2 separate regions of the Sus scrofa genome follow, and region 2 is linked to region 1. The links are chromatin contacts, called in public Hi-C maps. All regions are on one chromosome and are shown on one strand. The core of a region is the stretch at or near the end of the contact, and the rest is flanking DNA. Distances in the headings are between cores, read along the strand shown. Region 1 overlaps MTUS2 (microtubule-associated tumor suppressor candidate 2). Region 2 overlaps MTUS2 (microtubule-associated tumor suppressor candidate 2).

Region 1 (7,701 bases), core at 1,697-4,196:
TTAAAGTGAAAAGGCATTTCCTTATCCACCTGAAACAGAAGCCACTGGAATTCGTTTAGCCTTTCTGACAAAAGCTTCAACAATAAAATATCCACAGTTATATATTTATTTATTCCACAAGATTTGTTTTGAGTTTACTATGTGATAAGCACTCCTCCGTCACATTACACGGGTCCTGCTGACCCAGTTTCGGAAGCCCCCGTGACCGCCGGCTCCTTGTTCCACGTCTCATCTCATCAGTGCCGCTGCCTCCAGAGAACCCCACACCTTTTCACCCGCAGCCTGAGAAATCAGTCAAGTCTCTGAGGGCTACTTTTAAACAAGAGTAAACAGATACGAATCTGCACATCTCTCTGGGCTACTCCAACGTCCCTTCAGCGGGCTGCCCCTTCCCTCATCGTTTCCCACTCAGCTGAAGCTGGACAACAATCGACCTGCAGTGACCTGAAGCACGGCCGCAACTCCAAGGTCAGCGCACCTTCCTCGAGATCAGAGCAAGAAGCAGAGCCTGCAGGAAAACAGGGGACCCAGGCCAGCTACAGACCCCGGGAACATGTTCTCCTGGGGCCTCTACAAACCCACTGCTCGGAAGGAGGTCTGACGTAGATGACAGGCAAGCTGGAGACTGCGGATGCCAAACTCCCGGGATAATGAAGCAGGAAGAGCAATTCAATGCAGATACTTAGTACACACACGGAAACTTTTTCTTACTTTATTATAGGTTGAGTATAACCAAAGCTGACGCTTCGCATACAACGGGCCGTGGCACCTGTTAGTTTCAGGACGTGCGCTGTGCTCAGGGAGCATGTGCCAGAGGGACATCTTTGCAAGTTGCCAGGGTTAAGGGTTGGGCAAAGGGTGACATCAGCACTCAGTCTCGTGCCTTCTCCTACATGCGTATCACAAAACACGGAACACGACATTCCTGCACTCCGTGGCATTCAGAATCAGTGCCCGACGTCGGACGGCAGGCTGCGTGCCCAACCAGGTCCCAAGGAAGACTGTCCGTTCTAAACTCATCTCTGTGGCCTTGGCAAGTTACCTGCTTATTTTCTTCATCGAATATAAGGAAAACAGCCCCCACACTCCTGAGGTTTGATAAACTTTGGAGAGAAAAACCACAGTGGAACAGAGCGCAAATATTCAATGAATGCCGAACAGCATGACTGTTGTTGATTTGTATGTCCAAGGAAAGACTGCCGCTCCATGAAGGAACAGGACACCAGCACTGTTCTCAAGTTACCACCATCCGTGGACCAAAGGACTGAGGGGACGTTTGCTCTCGTTGGACACCTCAGTGTCTCCAAACCCAGCGTTCTCGGTAGGATGTGAGTTTTTAGCACATGTGGAAAGGTGAATGCAGAGCCAAGATCACAGGCGTTAGCGGCCCCTTCTCCAGGGCAGCCCCTTCCCCCGGGTCCCCACAAGCTCACTGACCCAGTCTCCCCATGACAGCTTCCAACACTCCCTCTCCCGACCCCTCCCTCTCCCTTTGATCTTCCAACATCATGGCATCTGGTTGGGTGGTGGGGTTTTCTTCTTTTTTTCTTTGGCTTTTTAGGGCCACACCCATGGCATATGGAGGGTCTCAGGCTAGGGGTCAAATCAGAGCTGTAGCTGCCAGCCTACACCACAGCCACAGCAACACCAGATCTGAGATGCATCTGCAACCTACACCACAGCTCACAGCAATGCCGGATCCTTAACCCACTGAGCAACGTCAGGGATCGAACCCGCCACCTCATGGTTCCTAGTTGGATTCATTTCTAAGCCACGACGGGAACCCCTGGTTTTCTCTTCTTTTACTACCCATGCACACTCCCCAGACTCCGGGGCTTTACGCCGTGTGTTTTCTACCCGCCAGTCTCTCTCCTTTCAGTGCAATCCTCCTGACCTTTCAAGTCTCCAATTCGACTGGAGTCCACTGTCTGAAAAGGGAGACTTGGGAACTAGGGCTACGAGCCTTGGTGGGATGCTCCACACAACGGTGGGAACCCAGCCTTTAGCAGGGGTGGGGCAGCGAGAAAACCAGAGGAGCCCTGGGCTGCTGCAGCCACACTGAGCTGACATGGAAGCCCTCCGACCTGGGCAGGGAGAGAACCCCAGAGGGGTTGGGGTGCGGGTGGCAAAGGCTGGTGAGAACTGCAGCAGAGATGGTCTAGCACTGCAACATGGAAAACGCCTCGATGCCCAGGGGAGAGCAAAGCGCCCAGGTTTCCACGGCTGCCTGGGGAAAGGGGCACACCATCCACGCCTGTGCCGGACTTCTTACGGCGTCAGACTGGTCAGCAGGTTGCACGTGTCTTTCAGCGCCAGGTCAGGTGGAGGGTGGAAATATCGCCGGGATGTGAGAGCAACAGTGGCACCTAGAACCTCATCACGGATGAGCACAGGCAGGAATGATGGAGACAGTGGGGTCTGAACGGAGGTGGGGGCGAGAAATGACTGTCTGGAAATGAAGCCCCACTTTCCAGCAGTGAAAACCATCTCATAGGCAAGCATCAGTGTTCCTGGATACAGACACCTAGAAAAACATCCTACATATGGGTCACACCAAGCCCCTCAGTTATATCAGAGTCTTTTTATGGCAGCATCATTAAGCTATTTTTAGTGAGCAATTAAAGATAGCCTAAGTGGGCCACCACATCCCTCCTAGCTGGCTGGCTCTGGTGGGTGGAGGGCAGCACTAAGAAGACAAGGGCCTGCTTTGAAGGCCATGCTACACAAAAGCCCTCTCTAGATATTTTAAAAATCTGCCTTGAGTGTGCATTGAATATTTTATTTTTAAAGGCAATTTAATCATCCCTGGGATGCATAATCCATAATATGACCTACACCGTGGGAACCTTCACAAAAATCGTTCGGTTTCAGGCAGGTTTCAGGGACGCAGACCCAGAAGGGAGTTAGGAGACGGTGTGGCAGGTCACAGAGGACACAGCCTTTGGACCCAGAGTCAGGCAGACCAGAGTCAGAATCTGCAAATAAACGCTGCATGCAGAAAGTCGGTCTCTCACACCTCAGTTTTCTGACCTGTAAAATTTCCATCTAGCCACTGACTTTAGAGCACTTTCATCTGTCAAGTGCCTAATGAAGCTGGGCACCAGGCATTGTTCAGGAAATGGTGGCTGTTTTAGGGACCGTCAATGGAGCACATGAGAGACGAAGTCGGGGTTATGAAGAGACTCCTGGATATTCTCCAGCCCACCCACCCTGGAGGAACACTTTCAGAGACAACTCAGTCCCCTCTGAGGCCCCCACACTAGGACCCAACTCTGCTCACCTCTTCCCTCCCTCTCTGACCATGTCTGCTCCTCCAGCCACCACGCACACGCACCTGCTCGTGGTCCTAGAAGGCCACTCTGCCCCCTGCCCCAGATCCACCTGCTCAAAATCACACATGTGCTTCCAAGCCCCACCCGAAGGAGATCTGCGGTCTTCAAGGAGATCCCAGCACAACCCCTTCCTTCCTACCCAGAACCTCTCGCACTGCCATGCTGGTCACTGCGGGTACATCGATGAGCCATGATGGCGCCTCCCTCCTGAGCCACCCAGCCACGTTCACTCAGGACCCACGGCCAAAGGCTCCGGGCACACGGATCACGGGAGAGGTGCTCGTGGGGAGCAGCAATTTGATTTTGTTTCTCAGGCCAGCAAGCTCGAGCAGTCTGTGGCATTTGCGATGCTTTGAAATTAAGAAACGACTCACTGGGATTCTAACTCAGACTTGTCAGCACTTCTGGTGCAAAGCCAGGAAACGAGGTCTCACTGTCACATTCACTGAACTACACTGAAGACAAGCCACTGAGAATTTCTTGAGTCAAGACTCCATATTTTTCTGCAGAACTCGTAGGCAAAGGGCATAAAAATTCATCCACGTCGTTAGGGAAAATGAATGCATTCTGAAAATTCCTTCTTCCCCTGAAATTTTAAGAAAATGGGTAAAACAAAGAGAGCGCTCTATTTGTTTAAGATCACCTTGTCATATATCAAATGCAAATGTGTTAGAATCTTACTTGTACTGGGTACTTCTGGAGTCTCTATTCGGTTCCACCCTAGTCTGATAAGGGAAGTCTCAACTCTCCCTTAAATACTTTTTAATTTCCATAAACAGTGCTGGCACTTTCAGCTGTCTATTTAGAACAAAACAATTTTCTTCCAGCATATGTAAAAATAAATTACACAGAAAGGCTAGAAGCCAAAAATAAATGAATAAGCTCTTAAGAGACAGTCAGGGGACTGTATGTACAACCTAAAAATGGAGACCTTATCTTTGAAAACAAAGAAACACAAAAGGTGTGTTTTGCTATATGAAAACTTAAAACATTTATAGAGCAAAAGGTAACAAAGGAAAGTGTACATACAAACAATAGATTTGGAAAAAATAGTTGCAATAAAATGTTCAAAAAAATCCTATTATCAATAACACATAAAGCCCTCTTAGAGGCGTGCCTGTTCTGGCGCAGTGGTCAACAAATCCGACTAGGAACCATGAGGTTGCAGGTTCGATCTCTGGCCTCGCTCAGTGGGTTAAGGATCTGGTGTTGCCGTGAGCTTTGGTACAGGTCGCTGATGTGGTTCAGATCTGGCGTTGCTGTGGCTGTGGTGTAGGCCGGCAGCTACAGCTCCGATTAGACCCCTAGCCTGGGAACCTCCATATGCTGTGGGTGTGGCCCTGAAAAGACACACACACACACACACACACACACACACACACACACACACACACACATACACACACACACAGAAAACCCTCTTGGAAAGGGATACCAAAAAAGAAAAATAATTAGGTAGAAATATGTGCCCAAACATATGAATAGGCAATTTGCAGAAAAGCCAAAACCCAAGAGACGAAATACATGAAAAACTACTCCAACTTGCTCTTTCCATCCAGACTAACAAGAATTATAAAGACGATTAACACCTATCGCTAACAGAAATGTCAAAAAAAGACACTCTCATAAATTGCTGGTGGCAGTGTAAATTGTAACAGTCCTTTTGGAAGCAATCTGGCAACATCTATTGCTAAAAATACAGCTTGATGAGATTCCAACTACTGTAACATTTCCTTACCAAAAAAAAAACAAAAAAACAAAAAAACAAAAACGGTGCAAAAGGAGAGATGTACAAGTATGTTGACTGCCCCGCTATTCCTAAGGAGAAAAAGAGGAAACAAAATAAAATGTTCATTAACAGGTATCGGTTGAATAAAAGAAAGATGGATCCATACCACACCATGGAATCTGGCCATAAAAAGAATGAATTGGGAGTTCCCGTCATGGCTCAGCAGTTAGCGAACCCAACTAGCATCCATGAGGACGCAGGTTTGATCCCTGGCCTCGCTCAGTGGGTTAAGGATCCGACATTGCTGTGACCTGTGGTGTAGGTCGAAGATGTGGCTCGGATCTGGTGTTGCTGCGGCTGCAGTGTAGGCCAGGGGCTACAGCTCCAATGGGACCCCTAGCCTGGGAACCTCCATATGCTGAAGGTTCGGGTGTGGCCCTAAAAAAGACAAAAAGACCAAAAAAAAAAAAAAAAAAAAGAATGAATTGGAGCTGTACTCATGGAATTGGAGGTACTTCTAGGAAGTTCTGCTTCTAGACACTAGTTAATAAAGCAAACAACTACTCGTAAATCCTTATACATATATATGTTTATATGTTCATATATGGTTATTCGGGCAAAAAGGAAAGCACAGGAGGATACACACTCGATAGTTAATATGGGTTACACTTAGTGTGATGGAAGGAAAATAAGTGAAAATAGAAAAAAAAAATCCCAATGTGTATAGGATCTCATATACACATTTCTTGAAAAAGAAAAAATTTTCAAAGAGATACAGAGTTAGACCTGTACGAACTTCCAGGGATGCAGTTTCCAGGGATGAGCATAAATTGTTGTTAAAAAGCCAACTGACATCTTCTGTTTAGATAAAGATAAAATGTCACTATATTGATAAATACGTTTATCTATTTGTTGGAGCGGGGAGAGAGTTTGGAAAGCCATACACCTGAGCATTAACAGGGATTAACTTTAGGGAGGTTGTGTGGGCTGGGAAAGAACATTAGATCAGTAATTTTGCCTGGATGTGATCTTTGTACAGACTTGCTTCAGTCATTAAAGCAAATGCGTATTACTTTTATAAGTAAAAACATCAAACAGAGAGATTTTGTTTTCCAGAAAAGGAAAAATAAGCACAGCCGTGACAGGGGGTAAGAAGTGCCTCATGGGATTCTTTTTCAAATTCCGTCCTAGAATTTACCACTGGTGCACATAAAAGCCGCATTACCTGGCCGTGCGCATACGAACCCCACCACTAGCCCCTGCCCATCAAGAAACACCTCTCCCTCCCGGCCAGCAGCCGGGCCTCTATGGACCAGCCCCATTTACTTGCAGATGTCACTTCCAGGTCAGATCCTCCATCCTGGTTTCCTAATTGCGGTGCCTGGTGCTAATTTTTAAAAATTAAGAGAAGGTACTCAACTGACTAGGAATGGAGGGAAACCACTGTAACGTAATAAAGGTCATATAATGAAAATCCCATCGTGGACGCCAGACTCAGCGGTGAAAGACTGAAAGCTTTCTGTTCAGTTCAGGATAACACAAGGACGCCTGCGTTCACCAATTCCATTCAATGTTGCACTGGAAGTCCTAGATAGAGCAGTGAACAGTCTCTGTCTCTGTCTCTGTCTCTCTCTCTCTCTTTTTTTTTTTTTTTTTTTTTTTTTTTTTTGCTTTTTAGGGCTGCACCTGTAGCATATGGAGGTTCCCAGGCTAGGGGTCTAATCAGAGCTACAGCTGCCGGCCTATGACACAGCCACAGCAATTCGGGATCCAAGCCACATCTGCGACCGACACCACAGCTTACGGCAATGCTGGATCCTTAACCCACTGAGCGAGGCCAGGCATCGAACCCACAACCTCATGGTTCCTAGTTGGATTCGTTTCCGCCGTGCTATGACGGGAACTCCGCAGTGAGCAGTCTCAAGGAGATATTTGCATACCCATGTCTTCTAGACATTACTCACAATAGCCAAGAGTGGAAAGCAACCCAAGTGTCCAACGATGGGGAAAGAGATTTAAAATGTGGTGTACACATACAGTGGAATATCATTCCGTCTGAAAGGGGAAGGAAATTCTGACACAGGCTACGACAGGCAGCAGCCTTGAGGACATCAGACTAGTTAAGCAAGCCGGTCACTTTTTAAGGCAGATCCTGTGCGACTTCTCTTGCATGAGATTCTGGAGGAGTCCAGTCAGAGAGACAGAAAATCAAATGGTGTTGCCATAGGCTGGAGGCAGGGGATGGAGACCCACTGTTTAATGGGGACAGCATTTCAGCTGTGCAAGATGAAGAGAGTTCTAGAGATTGGCTGCACGACAACACGAATGCACTTAACGCTACCGAACAGGGCACTTAAAAATGGCTGAGATGGTAAACTGTGTTATGCGTATTCTATCATCACTAAAAAAAAATTTTAAACACTAGGAAAATGGGATGTTGTGATTGAAAAGATAACAAGGTGTGTGAAGCAGTGGTAAGAAGTTGGGCTAGAAACTGAGAGAGGCTGGGAAAACCCAAAAACTAACGAAAATCCAGAGCCTCCTCCAGGCAGGGCAGCAGGTCCCATCTGGAATAACCAGGTGCACAGTAAACCGATGCCCAAATCACAAGCGACAGAAGCTCCAAGTCAAAGCCCGACC
Region 2 (7,327 bases), core at 3,664-6,163, 140 kb before region 1:
AAAACAAAAAAACTGCCTTGAATGCCACCATTCAGAGATATTCACTGCTGACTTGGAAGGGACATTTTCTTCATCTTTGCCCTTGCACACATTGACAGTCCCTTTTTTTCATTTTTATTGAGATATCATTCGCATACAATAAGACAGTTCTTTTTTTTAAAGTCAATAATATTGAGATCTCATTCACACGCCTACATTTTACGGCACTCTACACTTCCGAAGGTGAGGTCACCCTGAGCCCTCTGAGACCCAGCCCTTCCTCTCCACCCTGCCTCTGTCCGGGCACGGGCCCCTCTCACCTGTCCCTGGACCACTCCTCGACGGTCTCCTCTCCTCCAGGCCCCCCTCCCCTGGCCACTCTCCACACTGCCCCCCAACACGCTCCCGTTTAAATCACAAATCTGAGCTGCTCTCCTGGTCTCTACTGCCTCCCCACAGCGTCCTGTGTGGCAGTGGTCCCAGGGGACCTAGTCCTGGCTTCCCACGTGTCAGGCCACTGAACTCCCGCTGCTAGCCTCTGTCCCACGGGATAAACTCCGCTGCTCCTTCCGGTCTGTCTCCTCTTCTTCCGCCACCTTTCCGACGTCCCAAGCACAGGACACACACTTTTCCAATAGGCTCACTCCTCCAGCGCAGCATCTTCGCAACGTGGGTGCCCACGGTGATCCCCCCACCTGACTGTAGCCCTTGGAAAGGGGGGATGGAGTCTTTTCAGATTGGTACTTAGAGCACTTGACAAGCTAGGCAGCAGAGCGCCACAGCCAATTAAAGCATGAGTTGAATACAGTAGCTTTTCTCCCCAGCTTGGCTGAGAAATAGCATCATCTGCATTTAAAGTTACGCCGTGACGAGCTGATAAATGATACGCGTGGAACGATTACCAAGATCAAGATCATCTACACACCCATCGTCTCACCTTAACTCCTCTTGTTCTTTTTCCTTCGAGGGGCGAATGCCTAAGAGCTACTTGCAGCCACGCCCAAGCATACGACACCACAGTAATACCCGCGGTCACCACCACATCCTCAGAACTGATTCCAGCAATCGAACGTTTATACCCTTTGACCAGCATCTTCCCTGGCCCTGGGCAACTACCCTCCTGGTCTCTATGAAGTTGGCTTCCCCCTACCCTGCCCTTAGACTCTACGTATAACTGACACCAGGCAGTCTTTGTTTTCCCCTGTCTGGATTATATCCCTTAGCACGATGCCTTCCAGGTGCATCTATGTTGTCCCAAATGGCAGGATTTCCTTCTTTTTTTTATGGGTGGAATTACATAGATGGATAGATCTATCTATTGCTATCTGTATTATATATGTCACATTGTCACTATGCAGTCATCTGTTGGTGGGCATGTAGGTTGTCTCCACGCCTCAGCTACTATAAATAATGCTGCAGCGAACACGGGAATGCAGACGTTTCTTTGCTATTCCGTTTCCATTTTCTTTGGATACATACTCAGAAGCAGGATGGCTGGACCCTATAGTCGTTCTGTTTTTAATTTCGGGTAGCCTCTAGACTTTTCCCTTAGGAGCTGCACTGGTTTACATCCCCAACAACAGGCACAAGGGCTTTTATCTCTTGTCTTTTTGATAGGAGACATCCTAACAGGTGTGAGGTGATATTTCATTGCGATTTGGATTTGCGTTTCCCTGATGAGCGATGTTGGGTACCTTTTCACATACCCGTTGGTCATGTGCAGGTCTTTAGGAAAAACCGTCTATTCAGACCCTTGGCCCGTGCTTTGAATAGATTACTCGGAGTTTTTTTGTTACTGCGTTGTATGAGTTTGTGAGTATTCTGGATATTAGCCTCTCAGTAGACATGCGGTTTGAAAACATTTTCTCCCATTCCATAAGCTGCCTTTTCATTTGTTAATGGTTTCCTTTGCTTTAGTTTGATGTTGTCTCACTTGGTATCTGTTTTTTTTAAGATTTTATTTTTTTATTTATTTTTCATTGTAAACAACTGTTATTTCCCCAATACATTTTCTTCTACTGTACAGCACGGTGACCCAGTTACACATACATGTATACATTCTTTTTTCACACATAATCATGCTCCATCATAAGTGACTAGACAGAGTTCCTAGTGCTACACAGCAGAATCTCACTGCTTATCCATTCCTAAGGCAATAATCTGCATCTGTTACCCCCGAGCACCCCATCCATCCCACTCCCTCCCCCTCCCCCTTGGCAATCACAAGTCTATTCCCCAAGTCCATGATTTTCTTTTCTGTGGAAAGGTTCATTTGTGCCCTATATTAGATTCCAGATGTGTGATATCATATGGTATTTGTCTTTCTCTTTCTGACTTACTTCACTCAGGATGAGAGTCTAGTTCCATCCACATTGCTGCAAATGGCATTATTTTGTTCTTTTTTATGGCTGAGTAGTATTCCATTGTGTGTGTGTGTGTGTGTGTGTGTGTGTGTGTGTACTGCATCTTCCTAATCCAATCATCTGTCGATGGACATTTCACTTGCTTATTTTTGTTGTTGCCTTTGCTTTTGGTGTCAAATCCGAAATATCACTGCTAGGACTGATATCAAGGGGATTACCCCCCATGTTTTCTTCTAAAAGTTTTATGGTTTCAGGTTTTACACTCAAGCCTTTAATCCATTTTGAACCACTGTTTGTGCATGTGGTGTGAGATGGGGCCCAGTTGCATTCTTCCACATGCGGCTGTCTAGTTTCCCAACATCACTTATTGAAGAGGGTGTCCTTTCCCCACTGCCTAGTCTTGGCTCCTCTGTCATAAGTAAATGGTCATGTACACATGGTGTCTGTACATCTGCCAGTATCCTACTGTTTTGATTAATGACATCCTTGTAACATAGCTTGAAATCAAGGAGTGTGAGGCCTCCGGCTTCTTTCTTTAGCAACGTTGCTTTGACAATTTGGGGTCCTTTGTGGTTCCACACAAATGTTAGGATAGTATTTTCTATTCCTGACCAAAATGCCACTGAATTTTGACAGGGACTGCATTGGATCTGCAGGTCACTTCGAGGAGGAAGGACATTTTTACAGTATTAATTCCTCCAACCCATGACCATGGAATATCTTTCCATTTATTCGCGTCTTCTTCAGTTTCTTTCATCAATGTCTTCTAATTCTCAGAGTACGGGTCTTGTGCACTGAATGAACCTCCTTGGTTAAATTTACTGGTTAAATAAGTTGGCTAAATTTAAGAAAAAGCATTTATTTATTTTTGATGGTTTTGAAAATGGGATTGCTTTCTTAGTTTCTCTTTCAGGTAGTTCACTGTTAGTGTATAGAAACACTAATTTTTGTATGTTGATCTTGCATCCTGTAATGTTACTGAATTCATTCACTAGTTCCAATGGTTTTTTATGAAGCCTTTAGGGTTTTCTATATGTAATATCATGTCGTCTGCAAACAGAGATCATTTTACTTCTTCCTTTCTGATTCGAATGTCTTTTCTTTCTTTTTCTTTTACTATGGTTAGTTGGTACTTCCAGTACCATGCTGAATAGAAATGACAAGATTGAGTATTTGTGTCTGGTTGCTGATCTTAGAGAAAAGGCTTTAACGCTTTTATTTTTTCCCCTTAAAAGAGGCCCTTTGAAATTGTTTAATTAAATAATTATCTTTGGCCATGCCCTCAGCATGCGGACGTTCCCAGCCCAGGCACTGAACCTGAGACACAGCAGTGGCAATACCAGATCCTTACCTGCCAGAGCACCAGGGAACTCCGCTTTTACCTTTTCATCACTGAGTACGATGTTAGCTGATGTGAGCTGTGGGCTTTTCATATATGGGCTTTTATTATGGTTACGTGTGTCATTTCCATACCTATGTGTGAGAGCTGATTTTTTTTTTTTTTATCACAAAGGAATGTTGAATTTTGCCAAGTTGTTTTCTGCCATGATGATCTGTTGAAATCCTCATACGGTTTTCATCCTTCATGCAATTAATGCGGTGGATCGCATCGACTGATTTGGGTTTGCTAAACCACCCCTGCATTCCTAGAATGAATCCCTCCTGAGGACAGTGTATCATCACTTTAACGTGCTCCTGAATTCCATTTGCTGCCATGTTGTTGAGGATTTTTGCATCTATGTTCATCAGGAATATGGGCCTGTAATTTTCTTTCCTTGTACCGTCCATCTCTAAAACCACACTGTGTAGCAGGAAGGATGGCATTATTAACCCCGTTTTCTACTTGGGGAACTGAAAGCACAGGTGACGTCACAACTGCCAAGTCACATGGTTGGGATTCACGCCACACTGTCCAGCTCTGCGTTCACATTCTTTCTGTGCAGCTAAAACCGGCCTAAGCTGCTGCCAAGATGAAGAAACTCAATTTAAAATCCGAGCTCTCCCCTTCAGACTTTGTGTGGTGATCACAATAGCTATCCCTTGTCAACTGGCACGGGGAGATGAGCGCACAAAGCTCCTCTCTCAGCGCAGACATTCACTGCTCAGTGTCCCACTCAATGACTCAAGCTCAAAACCACCTTCCCAGCCCGAGCCTCTCTTTGCCCTCGTCCCCGGAGCCACCACCCCACCTCCTGCACGCTCAGTCCTGGATTGAGGGTATTCCTCTAACGCGCCACTAGTCCCCTGGGGCTCAGCTCCCTCCACCCTGCTTTGCTGCTGAGCCCCTCTCCCTTGGGGCTGGGGAAGCACAACGGCCGGGCAGGATCCTTGAAGGACACCGGACACTGACCTCCCCTGTCTGGTCACACAGTGGCTCCCCTGGGACTGGAAGCAGGACAGTTTCCCCAGACTCAGGAGACAGAGGGAGCAGAGCTCCTTCCAAAAGGGAAAGTGCCCACCACACTCCTCTCCCTGCGAAGCTATTTTTAGCTCCCTCAAGTGTCTCTGAATCCAAACAGTCCAGGGAACTGCCTGAGTTCACGGTCTCCGCATGTTCCAACTTTGACCAAATCCATGAGGTCATGTGGGAAGGAAGCCAAGCGGCCCTGACTGTCTCACAGACACCACGCCAGCTCCGAAACCGGATCCTTATCAGCGCTGGCAGGGCGAGAGATGATTTCTGAGGACTGGTGGTCCTCTCAGCAGCATCAGGAAGAAAAGCAGAGATTGGGTTAACGCCAGACCCATCAATCCAATGAAGTAAGAGCAGAAACAAGTCTCAGCGCACTGCAACTTCCAAACTGGACTTTTCAGTGCTGTGCAGCAACACTATGGAGAAATCAGGACTCTAGCGGAGATACGCCTCACAAACCCACACCAGCACCTTCGTCCGGCCTCAGCCGGGGTCTCAGAACAGACCTCTCGCCAGAACGTTCAAAGAATCCAATTCTAGAAAGCAAAGAATACTAATGAAGGATGAAGGAGGCAAAAAAAAGGTCACCCAATGTTCCACTGGTTGTGATCTTCTTCCATCCAAATGCTGCATGTGTAGGGAAATGAAAGAGCTAAACCCGAAGCGGGTCGCAAGGAAGTGAAATAAACAAGCCACGACCTCAAACAAATGACTGACTCTATCTCTGAGGCCGGCGGGTGAAGGAGAAGGTGAGGGCAGAAGCCAGAGCCCATAAGGCTGAGACGGGCCACGGGAGATGCGTTCCATGTAGACTCTGTCTACACGGGCGACGGGAAGTTGCCTGCCTATTGGGAGAGTTATTCCACTTTACATAACCGTTTTCAGTGTACTCAAGGACACAGCCCGTTACACATTCTGAAGGACGTTTCCATTATTCATTCCTTCAAGGTGAATGAGTTCTGGGACCGGCACACGGAGAGACGCAGCTCCTGCCTGCCTGCAGCTGTCAGAGCAGAGGAGACTCAGAAGCAAACAGGGCGCCAGGCGGTGTGTGCGCTGGGTGACTGCGCCAGCAGGACAGGAACACGGATGTGGACATGTGTGGGAGAGTATGAGTTTATATTATTATATATTCTTATTATAATGAATATATAATTTATAAACATTCAGGCACTCATGCACACACACACACAGTTCTTTCGAGAAACTTGGGGAGTTACTGTTGTGGCTCAGCGGATTATGAACCCGACTAGTATCCATGAGGATGAGGGTTTGATCCCTGGTCTTGCTTAGTGGGTTAAGGATCCGGCATTGCTGTGGTGTAGGCTGGCAACCACAGCTCAAATTGGACCCCAAGCCTGGGATCCCTATGCCGCAGGTGCGGCCCTAAAAAGCAAGCAAACAAACAAACAAACAACTGACTTGCACAGCAGTGGGGGGCAGGAGACAAGTCCAAAATCCATTGCGCCCACCGGAGGGAGGGAACGCCCAGGCAGGAATGGACGTCGCAGTCTGGGGGCAGACTTCTTCTTGCCCCTCAGGGAAGCCTCAGTTCTGCACTGAAGGCCTCTGAAATGACGGGATGCGGCCCACAGAGGTGACGGGGGATAATCCGTGCTCTTCCCTCCAAGTCAACTGACTACAGACGTCAACCGCGCCTCCCAAACACTCCCCCTGTGAGGCCCGGATTAGCGTCTGAGGGCACACGGGGTGCTACCACCCAGCCCCGCTGACATGTGAAACTGACCATCATGGAGGGGAGGTCGGGGGGGGGACCCTCACTCGTCTGCTCCAGATACAGTCAGTCAAATACCTCAAGGTTGGGGTCCCAGTAAAACGTGCAGTAAGGTGCTAGTAAGACTGAAAGACTGGAGAACAAGTAAAGAAGCTGGGCCACTGGGTTGGGGCGTGGACAGGAAGCAGGTGGGCACAAGCATGGGGCCCCCGAGGTCCCAGAGCCAGTGTCCTTGGGAGAGAAGAGAAGATGCTGAAGCTGGGCATCCCATCACTGAATGCTGATTGGACACTGACTCCCTGCCATGCCCTCTTCAACCTGCTTCCCACACATCCCTTCCTCATCCTCACGGTCACCCTGTGACACAGGGACCACTACCCACATTTTGCTGATTAGAAGCTCGTGTACAGAAAGGCCAACTAGCTTCCTAAGGTCTGGTTGATCCTAAGCCCACAGGTGGGATGCCAAGCCAGGCCTTCTCACCAGAGAAGGGGTCTGTGTATTGTGGGAGAAGCTGGAGTCGAGGGCGCAGGTGGGGAAATTACTTTAGGTTTGGACAGAAACAGGAAAGAAAGAGCTCCAGACAAACACACACAGAGAGAGAGAGAGAGAGAGAGAGAGAGGGCTGGACAGCAGGTGAGCAGAACTCCAGAGACTGGGGGAGGTTTGGCACAGCCGTGGTGGGAAATGGGGTGGGAGGGGAAGGAGCAAGGATGGCACAAAGGGACCCAGACAGCAAGGTTCCCGGGACTGTTGGTGGTAGCTGCCAGAATGGAACTGAGGTTCGCTGGGGTCACACAGGCAAGGAGCTGAGAAGACAGGGTACCAGATGCATCA

Evidence for each region. Hi-C and Micro-C count contacts between places; a contact is called where the count stands out from the background.
Region 2: a Hi-C map of fetal heart ventricle shows a contact between it and region 1, with 2.7 times the contacts expected there. The contact joins two enhancer-like sites.

What each region holds. Positions count from the first base shown.
Region 1 is chr11:6,135,361-6,143,061 of Sscrofa11.1, reverse strand. All of the region lies in intron 1 of MTUS2 (microtubule-associated tumor suppressor candidate 2), which reads right to left. Among named protein-coding and RNA genes, the nearest start is that of MTUS2, 100 kb to the right of the region's middle. Within about 2 kb of position 2,946, at least 2 of the 83 cell types and tissues checked have an H3K27ac peak or open chromatin away from gene starts, as enhancers often do.
Region 2 is chr11:6,273,222-6,280,548 of Sscrofa11.1, reverse strand. The region is part of intron 4 of MTUS2 (microtubule-associated tumor suppressor candidate 2); the gene reads right to left. Among named protein-coding and RNA genes, the nearest start is that of MTUS2, 240 kb to the right of the region's middle. Within about 2 kb of position 4,913, at least 7 of the 83 cell types and tissues checked have an H3K27ac peak or open chromatin away from gene starts, as enhancers often do.